Linked DNA regions of Oryctolagus cuniculus: region 2 is linked to region 1. A link is a contact called in public Hi-C data. All regions are on one chromosome and are shown on one strand. Each heading gives the region's core, a stretch centred on a gene start, on an enhancer-like site or on the middle of the called end of the contact. The rest is flanking DNA. Distances are from core to core; before and after follow the strand shown.

Region 1 (3,995 bases), core at 402-2,901:
AGTCCCTGTAGACCACCATAAACTTTTATATGTTGAATTGAGTGATTTTATTAAATTAACTTCAGAACCACTTCATGCTAAGTGACGAAAAAAAATGGAGTTGACATAAATTGTATAGAATTTCATAATGAAACTTCCTTAGTGGAATATTAAATAATGCTGTCTATACAATATTTTGTAATGCAAATAATCTTCTTCAGGCAATGTGAAACATCCTTAAACTGCTGCTCCCTGCCACAATTTTATGTAATTTCTGCAAGACTAATTTTCAAGCTCTTTGAAAACTGGGGTATGCCTTCTGTACATTCAAGCATCTAGCACAATGTCTTTGTTCATATCATAAATTTGAAGGTCAACTTCAGTAAAGCAGATCTATAAAATCCAAGGTTAAGATTTATTCAAGTTCTTAAGGACAGCTGAACTAGAGGTTATGGTGGGAAAGAGAAGGATGCTGTCCTAGAAGGGGGAAATGCAGACTTCAACAGTAGTTTCCAAATGCCCAAGGTGGGAGCTGAACTTTAACACCAGAATTAAACTGGGTTCAGCGGCAGATATAAGATGCTTCTCTCTATTCATTACTGTCTAGCACAAATTGGGTTTTCAACTGAGATTAAAATAGAGGCAGGCTTTTGCCCTAGCAGTCAAGAGCCTGCATCCCATACAGGAGTGTCTGGGTTCCATACTTGTCTCCTATTCCCAACACATTTTCCTGCTAATGCAGACCCTGGAAGAGAGTGGTGATGCTTCAAGTAGTCAGTTCCTAGTACCCACGTGGGAGACCTGGATTGCGTGCTTGCTTTCCGCTCGCTGGACTTATGGGGATTTTAGGGAGTGCAGAGGATCTCTCTGTCTCTCTCTCTCTGCCTATCAAATACATTCTTTTTTTAAAGACTGACAAGGAAATCAAAAAGCTCAGTTAACAGTAAAATAGGACCACCACTCAGTATTTCATTACATTATCTAGCTTAGTGTTTAAGTGTAGGGACTCTGGGTTCAAACTGGTTCTGTCATTCACATCTCTCCACTGCACTTTTTCATCTATAAAACAGCAACAGGAATAATTTATGAAGAGCATTTGCCAGTGTCATTCTTAGCTCACTTTTCACTTCCCGTTGATGAACAAAATCTCCTGAAGGCACGATCCTGCTAATTTCTGTACTGTTAGCCTAGAGCCTAATACAGTACTCAAAGTCTGCATACTTTAAAAAATAAAGTAACGGCCAAGGCACTCCAGGCTAACATCTCCTTGGAGACCGAGGGGGTAACGTTAGGAAGGCGGAGAAAGGCCCGGGCTCCCCTACCCGCACGACGCGAGAGCTTCGTCAACTAGAGCAAGGGCCTCTGGGAAGTGTAGTTTTTAGGCCTTGAGAGGCACTCCAGCCTCAGGTCGAAGAGCCAGGAAGTTGCAGGGGGAGAAGAGTCAATGGGAAGCGGTTATTGGATAACTCCGAAGTGTCGGAATCCCCAGAAGTGGATTAAGCCGCTCACCTGAGTCTCCCAACACCAAGACCTTCACCCGATCCAGAGACGCCATCTTGCCACTGCCTTCCTGGGGTAACGCCTGTTCCGGGAGTCTACACCAATCGGAGCGGGACATGGAGGGCAGCGCCTTCAATTTCATTGGCCGGCTTGGGCGTGATTGTCTTGATTGAAGCCTTCACCATCCTGATTGGCCGACCAGGTTAAAGGTGGAGTCCAAGGCCGGTCGCAGGAATTAGGCGTATTCTTTGTCGCGCGAGTGGCGTGGCCCGGTTAAGCCGGTAGTTGAGGTCCGGAGGGAAGCCGGAGTGGGAGTGTTCGAGCGTTCGCTTAGGTAAACCTTGTTCCCTGCTCCTTGTTCCCAGTTCTCTGGCCCAGCGTCGCTTTTCTTGGTTTCTCATTCTTTTCGCTCCTCTCTCCGTAACTGTCCTCCTCTCCCCAGCCACTCTCCTGCCCTGCTCCTCTCTTTGGTCCTTCTTAGAACCCTTGACTCGGAGCGGTCCGTGTGCGACATCGGGTAGGATGGACGTGGCTGCGCCGAGTGTGGCCCTCGACGCATCTGGGAAAGTCCGAGGGAGTTCGGGGTCTCGAGTCGGGAGGAGTGAGCGTTACTGCCCCGGGCTCGTGGAGGGCAGGCGGCCCCGGAGGTTTCGCGGGAGCCTGCTGTTTTCTGTACGAACGCGTGGAGTGCCTGAAGTGTGATAAACTGAGGAACTGCAGTTAGAGACCGTGCCTAGAAACCAAGTTCTCCAAACTAGAACAGTTGTATACAGAAATCCTCTAGCTGGATTCCCGCGTGCTCTCCTCTTTCCTTTTATTCTCCACGCTGCAGTCAGCGTAATCCTTTGAAAGCGCGAATTTGATCCCGTCTACCACCCGCCTTAAATCCTCCTAAATTAAGAAGAGGTTGTTTAATAACCTATCTTTTTCTTTTGTGGAAGCAGGAGTGGGGGAAGTGAACCGCGGGGCAGCTGGCAGGATGGGCATGATGGGAGAACACGTGCCTAGATGTATTCCAAGTTTTGTATGAGTACTCGACTACCTGTGTTAGAGGCTGGAAATTCGCTGGTGAACAAGATGAAGTCCTTGGTGTTAGCGACAGACGTGGAGAAGATGCTGGTGTGGACGGATATGAAACTGAGAAAACAGAATGCTGCCTTTTCAGCTTAGTTTCTCCAGTTTCATCCCTGTGCACAGTGTACGTGAAAATTTGTATGATGAGAACACATGCGGGGCTGGATTGGGTAGGGGGGAGGTGAGACAGAGATGACTGAGAATGAAGATAAAAATCAGCAGCAGGGGCCCTTGGAAGTCACACGCTCAGAAGTCTCCAGAGACCCAAGAAGCTTCTTTTATGTTGGGAGTGTCAACTGCTGTACAGCTTGGACTTACTGTTTCCATGGGGGAACTGGGCTCATTTTTTTTTTCTCCAGTGTTTCCAATCTTCATGGAGAGCTAGAGGTTGAAATTCATGTAAACTCTCACGGTGTTTAGATGTTGACAGCTAATTCAAAACATTTCGTTGAGTGGAACAGTGAGTGCAGACTGTCGGTTGGAGGCTTCTGACCTAAGTCACTTAGGATATCCAGAGAGTAAGGAGAGTCAGCGTGAGTGGGAAAGGGGGAGTGGTGGCGGAGAATGTAGAGGTTGTGGACAAGATGGCACAGCTTGACTTCATTTCTGAGCTCCAGTTTCATTTATTTAGCTGCCTGCTGGACATCTTCAGAGAAATAACTTTTGGTGTTTCCTCAAAGAGAAGTGTCTAAAAGTGAATGCTTTGTTTCTTCCAAATCCGTTCCTCTTCAGGTATTATCTATTTCTTAGAGTAGTGCTTTTCTCTCCACATTTACGATGGCTCAAAACAAATAGATATTTAAGGTTTTTCCTACACTAGTACTCTTTTTACTATATTGTTGATTTTTAATTTCATTTCTGTAATTTATTCTTCCTGTCCTTGCAATTTTTTGCTTTCTTTTTGAGTTTAGGCATTATTACTCTAGCTCTTAATACTCCTGCAGTACCTTCATCTTTATTGCTTCCGTCCATTCTCATACTGCTGTGAAAGTCACTTTTCTATCTAGTCACTTACTATGAATGCCACTTATGTCAGTTCTGAAAGTAAAACACTGTACATTAATTATTTCATTTAGTCTTTCCATCAATTGTATGAAGAAGGTCCTATTAATCGTTTTTTATGTATGAAGAAACTGAAGCTGAGATTTTTCATGGGTCACGGGCTAAGGAAATGGTAGAACTGGATTCAAAATCCAAAACTATTGGATTGCAGAATCCACATGTTGCTCCTTTGCTGTGCTATTCAGGGCTTTCTAAGGTGTTTCAGTCAGAGGAAGTAGGCTGAGTGTTAAGTGGTCCAAAGATGTCCCCTTGCAGGATTTGCTTTGGTAGGAAATTCAATAACCAGGAAGCCACCTTGTGTGAAACAGTGGTCAAGGACTTCTGCTGCTTGTTAGAGTGACCTAAAGAGTCTTTTAAAACTATTGTGATGCCTAATCTGG
Region 2 (3,995 bases), core at 788-3,287, 150 kb before region 1:
CAGATGGAATCAGATCTCTCTCTCTCTCTCTCTTTCTTTCTCTTTCTCGAGTAACTAAAAATTTTAAAAAATATATTGAGATCCAGGGAGGCTGTGCCATGTCCAAGTCTCACCCCTGGGAAGTAGAGGCACAGGACAGAAATGCCTGTGCTCCAGTTTGAGAGCTTCGGTTTGGCCTCTCTGCTATGCATTGTTTCTTCCTTATGGGACTAATATATTAAAAACATTTTTTTCAAGAATACTAAGCCGTTGTGGCTGTTGTTTTAATTTGTTGTTGTCTAAGAGGTTAGATTTACCTTGGCTTAAGAGACCATTAATTTAGTAAATTTCCTTAGATGTGGCAACTACCATTCTAAAAGCCTTAAAAATAAACGTAATAAGACACTGCACTCAGGTCTAGCAGACAAGAAGATGGACTTGGATCCTTTCCAAAGCCAGTGATTTTACACTCAGATGCCTCTGGCCTTCTTGTTCAGTTTAACAAGCTAGTTCACGAGGCAACATTATCTTTAAAGACTTTTTTTTTTTTGAAAGAGGGGATGGTTTTTAGGAGAAAGTAGGGAGCCCAAAGAGCTTTGGATTCACTTCCCGATTCTGCTGGGTGACCTTAGACTAGCCGCTTCCCCTCTCTGAGCCCAAGTATCCCTGCCTGAACCATGTGACGGGTGGACGAGACTGGAGTCCATTCAAGCCAAGGTCAGTGGTAGCAATCTCAGGATTTCCAGGACATACGTGTGGGCCACCAGTGAAGACCAAGAATAGAGGCGTGGAAGCCAGGGCCCCAGAACCACACTGCCTCTGATTTCTCCTGCTCAGAGTAGCTCTCGTCTTATTTGTCCCAGGGAGAGAGTCTGTGTCAAATTTTATTTTAAATAAGGTGCTGCTGATTTTAGCACTTCAAACATCAACAAAACAGCTTGTGTCCAAATATCCATTCTGGATTCTTCCTTTTAGAGGTCTTCTTGCTCTGGGGGCATGTCCACTGGTCACCCCTGCATGACCAACATGCCTGTGCCAACCCCAGCTGACCACATGTTACACAGCCTTTGGAGATCCGAGGCATGAGCTGGGCTGGTCATCCTGTTCTTGTAACTGTGGCCGGCAGGGAAGGACAGGGAGGCAGTGCCGCAGTTGCTGGGTAGAGATTTGATTTTTTTTTTTTAACCTGCAGGCATTTGTTTCAGCCACTTTGGAAAAACAGTTCCAGAGTCGTCCCCAGCCCCCAGCAGCACAGCGGTGTCCTCATTCGAATGCTGCCGCTTTGTCTAGGAGAGCGCTCTGCAATGCCACCGCGCCAGTTCTAACTGCACTCCTGTCCGGGAAGCAGCGACTCAGATCGGATTCCACGTCCTCTCCCCCTGCACTTTGTTTTTTGGTTGTCTCCCTCCCAGTGTGCTTCCAAACTCGCCTCTGAAAGCCAGTGATCTTTGGCGGCCACTGCAGTTGGGGCTGAGCCAGTCCAGCCCTACCCTCGGCACCTAAGCCCTTTCTGCTGCTGATTTCTCTCTCACACAACGTGGCTGCTTTGCCCAGAATGGAGCCAGAGCAATTTTCCTTTAGGAAGAGCTGATGTGGAGGTTCATCCGAAATTCAGTGGTGCTAGAAGCAGACAAGATAAATCAGTGTGTGCTACTCACTGCAGGTCAGTGAGGCTCAAGAACTTGCTGCTGGATGTGTTAAGTCAGGATGTGGGAGGGAAAAGCACCCTGATTTTGCCTCACTGAATCCTTAGAATAATTCTCCCGGGTAGGTACTGTACTCTTAGCCCCTTTTGTTAGAGGAAGAAGCAGGCTGGGAGAGGTGGAATAGCTTGTCCAAACACACAGGAAGCGGCAGGTGCAGGAATTGAACTTGTTCTCTCTGGCACCAAACGCCCTGTTTTCTCCACTACACCATGCTGCCTTCTTGATGAGCATGCTGACTCATTTGAGAAGTTATGTAAGCTTGTAAATCACATTGAGATTCCCAGATAATGTGTCTGCCTAAAGAACAGAGTGTTGCCACGAGGCGCTTTGGTGCAGTGGCAGAAGCTCCGCAAGAGGCACTGTGCTGGTGGCAAGGACTCTGCAGAACTGCTGAGAGGGAGCAGACTGCACCAGCGAGCTCCTCACCAGCGTCGTGGTTTGCTTGTCCCTTCCCCCTCTCAATCTGCTCTTAAACAACGGGATTTTTAGGTTATGAAAAAGCCACGTGTCCATTTAATTCCTGGGTAGTTACTGAAAAGATACTCTGCACAAATCAGATAGCTTGGTCCCTCAAGACAGTCACCTCCAGCAGGAGAAATATGCAAGGCCAGTTTCAGCGTCATCTGCATGCACTTTTCACCGACTAGGAGAGTGACAGAACCAGATTTGAACTTGGAAAGTTATCCATGGCCTCTGTGTGGGGAGAGGGAGAGGAGATGCAAAGCAGTGGGTAGTGTCAGTGCCCGACCCGTGTCCGCTAAGTATTCACAACTCCATACTAAAGACTATCTGCCCCCTGTGCTTGGACACAGCAGAGGCAAGAAGATCCAGGAAGCTCATTTCTTGACAACAGCCCTCAACAACAACGGGTGGCGAGCTGATGATTAAACACCCCAAGCCCCTTGCCTGTCCCCGGAGATGACTCCATGTTATCTCCCACATTTCCCAGCGGGATGGCGCTCCAGTGTTCTGGAGAACTAAGTTTCTTAAAGTGCGTTGGCTTCACACCCTGTATTGCCCTCTTTAACTTCACTGTCTCATCCCCTGACTCAACTCCCGGGGTTTTCTGAATCACTTCTCAAACTATTTATAGTCAAGTCCTTATGTCAGGCTCTGTTTCTGGGGAAACCCAAATAGAATCCACTCAACACCTCAGTGCAGAAATAAGTAATGGAGGCCGGACAAAGGGAGCAGAAGCGGGAATGTAGAGGATGGGGTGCATATGAGGAACAGTCACCTGAGATTTAAGATGGCAAGGAACTCCTACGACTCAATAGCAAAACAAAACAAAACAAATACTCAATAAAAACATGGTCCCAGACCTTGAATGGACATAACTCTGAAGAAGACATTTACATATGGCCAATAGTTTACAAGAAAAAAATGCTCAACATCACGAATCATCAGGAAAATGCAAATTGAAACTACAATGAGATACCATCTCACTCACACCTGCCGGGATGGTTATGAGAAAATAAAAACAAAAACAAAAACAAAAAAGAGAGTAAGTACTGGGGATGACGTGGAGGAAATCGGAAGCCTCACCCACTGTTGGTGGGAGTGGGAAGTGGTGCAAACAGGAAGCAGTAGGGCAGTGCCTCAACAAATTAGAAATAGAACTACCACATGATCTAGCAATTCCACTTCTAGGTATTTTTCCAAAACCTGAAATCGGTTTCTCAAAGTGATAGTAGCACACCCATGTTCACTGTAGCACTAGTCACAATAGCAAGATATGAAAACAACTCAAATAGCCACCAACACATGAGGGGAACAGGAAATTGTGCTATATACCTATGAGGGGGCTTCAGAAAGTTTATGGAAAATGCATATTATCCTTTAATTCCTTTCTCCTTGCACTTTTTGAGGTATCCTCTATAAGGGAATACTCTCTAGTCTTAAAATAGAAGGACATTCTGCAACATAACATGGACGAACCTTGAGGACATTATGCTAAGCGAAGTGGGCCAGTCATAGACAAATGTTGCATAACTCCATATGCAGGGTATCTAAAATAGTCAAAGTCACCGAAGCACAGAAGTGTGGCTGCCTGGGGGCCAGCAGAGGGGGAAATGGGGTTCCTAACAATGAGCATTAAGTTTCAGCCAAGCAAGAGTCAACATTTAATATAGTGTACACTTAGAAATCTACTCGAGGGTAGGTCTTGTTTAAATGCTCTTGCCACAATAAACAGAAGAACTGGTTCCATGGAATGGTAAGAGAGAAGGGAGGGAAGTCAGACTCGGCAAGGATGAGAAGAGTCAGGGGTAAGAAGCCTCTGAGTGGATGCTGATGCCTTAAGCCAGACTA

Evidence for each region. A called contact is a pair of places that touch in the nucleus more often than the background predicts.
Region 2: a contact with region 1 is called in a Hi-C map of embryonic fibroblasts, with 2.8 times the contacts expected there. The contact joins the enhancer-like site here to the promoter of GTF2E1 in region 1. A contact is called at or near these places in 5 of 6 Hi-C or Micro-C datasets (ear pinna, embryonic fibroblasts, psoas muscle and 2 more).

Annotation. Positions count from the first base shown.
Region 1 is chr4:77,154,999-77,158,993 of mOryCun1.1, forward strand. GTF2E1 (general transcription factor IIE subunit 1) reads left to right here and starts at 1,652. Exons shown (of 5, transcript XM_002716646.5): 1 at 1,652-1,813. It overlaps RABL3 (RAB, member of RAS oncogene family like 3), which reads right to left and starts at 1,630. Exons shown (of 8, transcript XM_002716648.5): 1 at 1,489-1,630. The coding sequence starts at 1,621.
Region 2 is chr4:77,000,589-77,004,583 of mOryCun1.1, forward strand. It overlaps LOC138849293 (a long non-coding RNA gene), which reads left to right. Exons shown (of 4, transcript XR_011387913.1): 4 at 1,172-3,185. Among named protein-coding and RNA genes, the nearest start is that of NDUFB4, 12 kb to the right of the region's middle. Within about 2 kb of position 2,038, at least 3 of the 8 cell types and tissues checked have an H3K27ac peak or open chromatin away from gene starts, as enhancers often do.